Linked DNA regions of Arachis hypogaea: region 1 is linked to region 2. Evidence: chromatin contacts called from public Hi-C data. All regions are on one chromosome and are shown on one strand. The core of a region is the stretch at or near the end of the contact, and the rest is flanking DNA. Distances in the headings are between cores, read along the strand shown. Region 1 holds the start of LOC112799680 (probable WRKY transcription factor 29). Region 2 has its middle 37 kb from the start of LOC112801445.

What was found. Hi-C and Micro-C count contacts between places; a contact is called where the count stands out from the background.
Region 1: a contact with region 2 is called in a Hi-C map of leaf, with 2.7 times the contacts expected there. The contact joins the promoter of LOC112799680 here to the enhancer-like site in region 2. A contact is called at or near these places in 4 of 8 Hi-C or Micro-C datasets (leaf and an unstated tissue).

What each region holds. Positions count from the first base shown.
Region 1 is chr5:41,463,977-41,467,131 of arahy.Tifrunner.gnm2.J5K5, forward strand. LOC112799680 (probable WRKY transcription factor 29) reads left to right here and starts at 1,698. Exons shown (of 2, transcript XM_025841738.3): 1 at 1,698-2,115; 2 at 2,232-2,874. The coding sequence starts at 1,790. The coding sequence ends at 2,556. LOC112801448 (endoglucanase) reads right to left here. Exons shown (of 7, transcript XM_025844169.3): 7 at 2,889-3,155. The coding sequence ends at 3,092.
Region 2 is chr5:41,363,042-41,366,202 of arahy.Tifrunner.gnm2.J5K5, forward strand. No RefSeq gene overlaps it. Among protein-coding and RNA genes, the nearest start is that of LOC112801445, 37 kb to the left of the region's middle. Within about 2 kb of position 1,445, at least 3 of the 3 cell types and tissues checked have open chromatin away from gene starts, as enhancers often do.

The DNA.
Region 1 (3,155 bases), core at 448-2,947, 100 kb after region 2:
CTGATATGATATAGAGATCTAATTAAAAAGAAAAAAATATAAGAACCTAATTAAAAATTCGATGAAACTATATAGACCAACAAATTAATTAAACAAATTTTAAAAGATAATTAAATTCCAATTTATCAAAGTCAAATGGTCATTAAATTACTTAATTCCTTTTTCCTAAAACAAAAATGATATTCATACACTAAAACCAGTTACTAATGTATTTATATATAAATACAAGTGTGATTTAATTTATTTTTAATGTGTATTTATATTCCAATATATATTTTACACTAATAACTTACTTTAGTAGCTAATTTTAGTATACACATAATATAATCGTTCTTAAAATTGTATAAAATTCAAATTAACGAAAAACAAAAATTGATAAATGGAAGAAATATTTAAATGACTAATACACAATTTAATGTTTTTTTGTGGGTGTGAATTTCCAGTATTTCCAAATGAACAAAAAAACTATTTTACCAAAAAACTAATAAAATCAAAAATATTATTTATACACTAAAATTAACTACAGATAAATTTGTGTACAAATACACCCGAGCAATCGGTAGGCAGTAGCTAACAGATTCCCCAGCTTCGCCCACGATACCCCTTCTTTTTCTTTGTTTTGGACTTGACGATACTCCTTCGTTGCCAACGGAAAAAGTACATTGGGCTTAGTCCTGGGCCTACTTTTTTGTTCTTTATTTCTGTCTTCTCTTTTGGGCTCTTTAACCCATAAGCTTTAACAAAAAAAAAGGGTTACACTCCAGAGAATTAAGAGCGAAAGCTGAACCCCTTTTACACCAAAAAAACAAAAAGTTGAATCCCCTTTCATCAGCTGAAAAAAATAAGGAAAAGATGAGTGGTGAGGAAGATCCTCTGGGGCATGGCATGAATATGACGGCGACAAACAAAGACTTTTTTATCGGTGAGGGACTGAGGGAAAACGGCCTACACAACACAAGCGAGAGCTAGTAAAGTTTAAAATGATAATAATTTTAGAGCAATGCTAGGGGCCAGCAATTTTTGTGATTGTTAGCCATCAACTAGCCATCAATGATGATTTGATGGTGTGAGATTGGTGTAAGATTTCATCCAATGGTTCACCTTCCTCTGCTGGTTACATGCTGGCCAAAATCCAACAAAACTGCTGGTCCCCTAGACTTTTCCATAATTTTATTGCATACTTAATTACTTATTTAATAATATTTAAATATCTACTTTATAATCATTTGATTAAATTATAATTTTTATTTAGTTTACTTATGTCATTTTTGAATTTAATAAATTGTCTCAAAATAGATACCTACTTATATAAATGCACGAATAACATTATTGTCTCGTATCAGATTCTACATCCAAGTGTATTATTATAGTATTGAGTTAAATGTTAGGTATAGCATAGGATATGAAGGCTGGCCGAATGGCCGAAAAAAGGGGCTTCAGGATTAGACTTTCACCCTTCTGACTTAACAGTAAGTCAACTCAATTATTCTATAGGGTACTGTATGTATGCATGTATTACTCCTAGTTTGTATTTGTATTTCACTTGTTCAAAGGGCCAACAGTTCACCAAAACGGAAAAAACAGAAAAGCTCAAAGCACGAGGTACGCTAACGTACAGGTTACAATTTTTGACAAATCTTATTATCTTAGTCCTTTTAATAATATAATATGTTATGGCCGAAAACGTTGTTTGTCATCTTGCACAAAACTTCTGGCTTGTGAACTGTGAGTTTCATTCATGCTCCCTTGTATTAATATATTGTATTTGTAGCTTCTTCTTCTTCGATGAATGAGCTTCATGGACTGGGATTTGCACGCTATAGTGAGAGGATGCACCAATACTCATCAACCCGACAACATCCTAGGTGATCTTAACTATTTCCAGTTAAGTCCTCAACAAGAAATAGATGAACGTTTCTTCAAGTCTCACCAATTCTCAGAAACAGAAACCATCACTACTGCCATCGTTGATGATGAATTGGAAGAGCTTTACAAACCTTTCTATCCTTCTACTACTGTTGATACTACAACTAGTTCCCACCCTACCTCCGCTGAAGTCAACAAAGTACTCCATCTCAAACCTTCAGATCCAACACCATCTAAATGTAAAAGAAGGTACGACATACATATATATAGTACAAAAGATTGATTTGTTTTATTTGCATCAAGCAAAATACAGGGTTGATGGTAATTAATTATTGTGTGAGTAATAATTACAATTATAAATGAAGGAAGAAGAATGAAGAGAAGAATAAGCGGGTAGTGAAGCGGATGAGAGAAGAAGAAGGGTACAGTGATGGATGGGCATGGCGTAAATACGGGCAGAAACCAATAAAAGGATCAGAGTATCCGCGGAGCTATTACAGGTGTAGCAGCTGCAAAGGATGCTTGGCTAGGAAACAAGTTGAACGGAGCCATTCCGATCCACAAGTTTTCATAGTTACCTACACAGCTGAACACACCCATCCTCCTCACCCCATCACTACTATTCCAACAAACTCACAAGCACAAGGAACAGTAGTAGGAAGAGGCTGGAAGAGGAGAACCAATCTATAGATGAGGCGCCAATTGTGCTTTCAATCAACTACTTGCTTTAGATGGGTGCGCCTTCATCAATATATAATTTTGCTTTTCATACAACAAGTCAAGAGAACTTATTATATATTGTTTTATTAATATTATATATAGTTTGTACGCTGTTCGTCAAATACTAAATATCTATCCTTGGTTCAAATTTCGGTCCAATTAAAGTAGTATGATTTAATTTTCTGAATTATATCTTTCACAATGTTAACTATATATATTATGCATTTGAAATGAGGGCTTGAAAACAACGTAGACAAGCTCATGATATAGTTGATAAAAATAAAGAAACTAAGATCATAACATCTTGATTTCAAATTTTTATTGTATATAACTTATTAAAACAATAACGTACAATACTAGTTTATTTGAAACTTAAATTTCAAATGACATATATGTATACATGTGGCTGGGGTACCTAGGTAGTATCACTCAGCTTATATAATGAATTATTAGTTGATGACACATGCAATGATGATATTAAGTAGCGTTGCTGTGGTGTGTGGGTTCATTCAGCAAGCAAAGCAGCGACGGAACCGACGAAAGCAGCATTAATATAGGTTGTAGGTTCG
Region 2 (3,161 bases), core at 195-2,694:
ATTTTTTATATTATTTTAAATTAAAATATATATTTTATACGAATAATTAATTTTTAATATATACATAATATTTTTTAAAATTAAAATACACGGCACATGTTATTACTTTTTGAAAATGAAACTAGTGATGACATGGCAGTTTAATTTGTAGCTGACAGTGAACCTTGCATGTAAAAGAGTAGTTGGAGGAATTTAAAGTACTGTACGTATATTAACTTTTTTGGGCACACTTGAGCACTACGTATATTAATGTCATAGGTAGCTAAAACAGAAGCACAGAGAGGGGATAAAGAAGCAGATTTAGTAAATAGTGAAAATTTATCTTATTTATTATTTATTAATTATTATAATAATAAAAAATTAAATAAAATAAATTTTAATTTTTTTAGTTAATCTAATATTACCGTATTAAATATATCTATTTTAGTTATTTTATTTTATTAATGAATGCTACAATTAGCCAATAGGCAACTAAATCTTAATTATATGCGACTTGACCCCAGTTTCATGGTTGATAAAGTCATGTGGCAACTCGCTGTACTCATAATTCGCGTATTAACGTTGACATAAATACTTTTAGTGGGTTGGTTTGAAAGACAAAAGATACATAGCATATTCATATTATCTGAATCACATGTTATGTATATTTGATTGTCAAAAGGAAATGGTCATGGCATGGCATACATCGCATATGGTATTGGAGAAATAATAATTAATTTGAGGTGCAGCAACTTTAAAGAAAGATACGACGTGTTACAGTTCTAACTAGCCACATGGAGAATGTTGCTATCTTACAATTTACAAATATATTGTAGAAAACAAATATCATACAAATACAACTGTCTAAAATATTGTCGCCAGTATGCATAAGTTTGGTCAAGTTTCTAGGAGTACAATAATGTAGATAGATTCCTTTCCTTTTTTGAATTGGAGTAATATATAATTTGATGCCCAGCCCAAATATAAATGGGGTTAGTATCAGGTGTACATTGAAAGCCCAAATAAAATTTACAGGTCCGTATCGCACCTCTGAATGCTGCTCTTTCTTATTTTTTTGGTAGAAGTGAGGGACTAACCCAAACAAGGAAAACATACTGCACTGAGTTACTAGTAAATTACGGGGCAAATGAAACCTGGATCCGCCAATGAGCCATAGCTCACACGGCATTCCGTCTCATTCTCATCTCAAAGGTCTCAAATTCAAGTCCTACTAGCTGCAACCAAGAAAAAAAAATTGATAAGTATGTGAGGAGTGTGTGGGTGTATATTGTGTAGCATCACACACTCAAAGGTTTTATCTACTACTTGATCACCCCTAAAGTTTAAATTCAAATACAACTTTTTTTTTTTTTTGATCAAGTGGATTGGACAACCTCCATCTTAGGTATCACAATATATTTAGCCACTCACCCAAAATTGAAGCCTAAATTGTCGTTTGCCCCTGTTTCTTTGGGTTCTTATAATTTGGATTGGACTGTCATGGTGATTGAAGCCCATTCTGTTCTATAAAGTACAAGTTTAAGAAAACAAAATCAGCTAGACCCAAAAAAAAGTCAAAATAAGCAATTACTTGATAAGCATGTTTTCCATTTGTTCATGACAATAAAATGTGGCATAAGTCGGATTTATTTTGGTGATTTATTAATTGGATTTATGATTTTTCTTATCATCTTAGTTTTTCACCCTAATAGAAAAATCTATTGCATTTGTGTAAAAGTTAAAAGCGTCCAAACATTTAATGCTTTTGGCTCTATATATATTACTTAATAGCTAACAAACAATTTATTAAACCCAACATTTATTAAAAGAAGTTTTGACGTGCATAAGTTACTATATTGTAAATAGCTTATTACCATATTGAAACCACACAATTCTAATCATGCTGAAAAAAATAATACAAGAGCATATTTTAAACCATAAATCCTAACTTATATTACTAGCTACTCTTGTTTTAATAAAATTATATACTCTTACTCCTTTTTCAGGTATTCGTCATATTGACATTTTACAGCTCTTGCAAGCTGATGGAGATTATATGGCCCATAGCCTGCGTGGTTGGTCTAGGTTTTTTTTTTCCCTTTTTTATCGCTAGTTAAAATTCTCAATCATAAAATGAGAAGAGAGTTTTTTTTTTTTTTTGTGACTAATGAGAAGAGAGTTTAAAAATTCACAAAAATATTATTTGTATATTAAAATTAGATATTAAAATTAGTCATTAATGTATTTATGTATAAATATATGTATGGTTTAATTTATTTTCAATGTGTATTTATATTTTAATATATATTTTATACCAATAATTAATTTTAATGGCTGATTTGATGTGCACGTAATATAGTCGAACTTACAAAGAAGTCGAGCTTACAAAACAACAACTTGCAAACAACCTTATGATAAAGGATCATGTTGCACACTAGCTAGTTAAACCTAACGAACAAGCTGAAGTGAACAAGCTTAAATCTTGATGTGGAATATTAATAATTTCCAAAAGTGGCAGGATATCCCACTAACTAAACGCCTAAATTACATCGACCAAAAATAAAACACCTAAATTACTATTTTTATTAGCGATGGTTGTATAATGAATTATTATCTATCGATACTGATACGAATATAGGATACGATATAATATGGGACATATAAATATATAAATTTTAAAATTTTATAAAATATAGAAATATGATATATATATTAAATATAAAGTATTTTTTTAATAAATTATAATAATATTTTAATAAATAATAATATATATTATTTTTAAATTTATTTTAAAAATATATATTAAAAATAAGATTAAACATAAATATGTTGATACGTGATAATATTTAAATTGTTTAAATATGTTAAAAAATGTGTTGTGCTTCATAGTTCATAGATGAAGAATGAAAGCGGCGTTTCCCTAACATGGAGTTTTCTAGTTTTCATTCCCCTCCCTACATAGTAACAGAAGGGCACGACTATCAAATACTACCAATCTAATCTGTCTCCAACTACAACTTACAAGGCCAAGCTACAACACCTACAATCTTAGATATTTTATTAGGATTTAGTTATTGGTGATTGCTACGTAGAAATGATTTTTTTTATTTTTTAATATTTAAAAGAATAAAATATGATCTTTTATTTTTAATTTTATAAGTGAGATCAAAAATAAATATGAG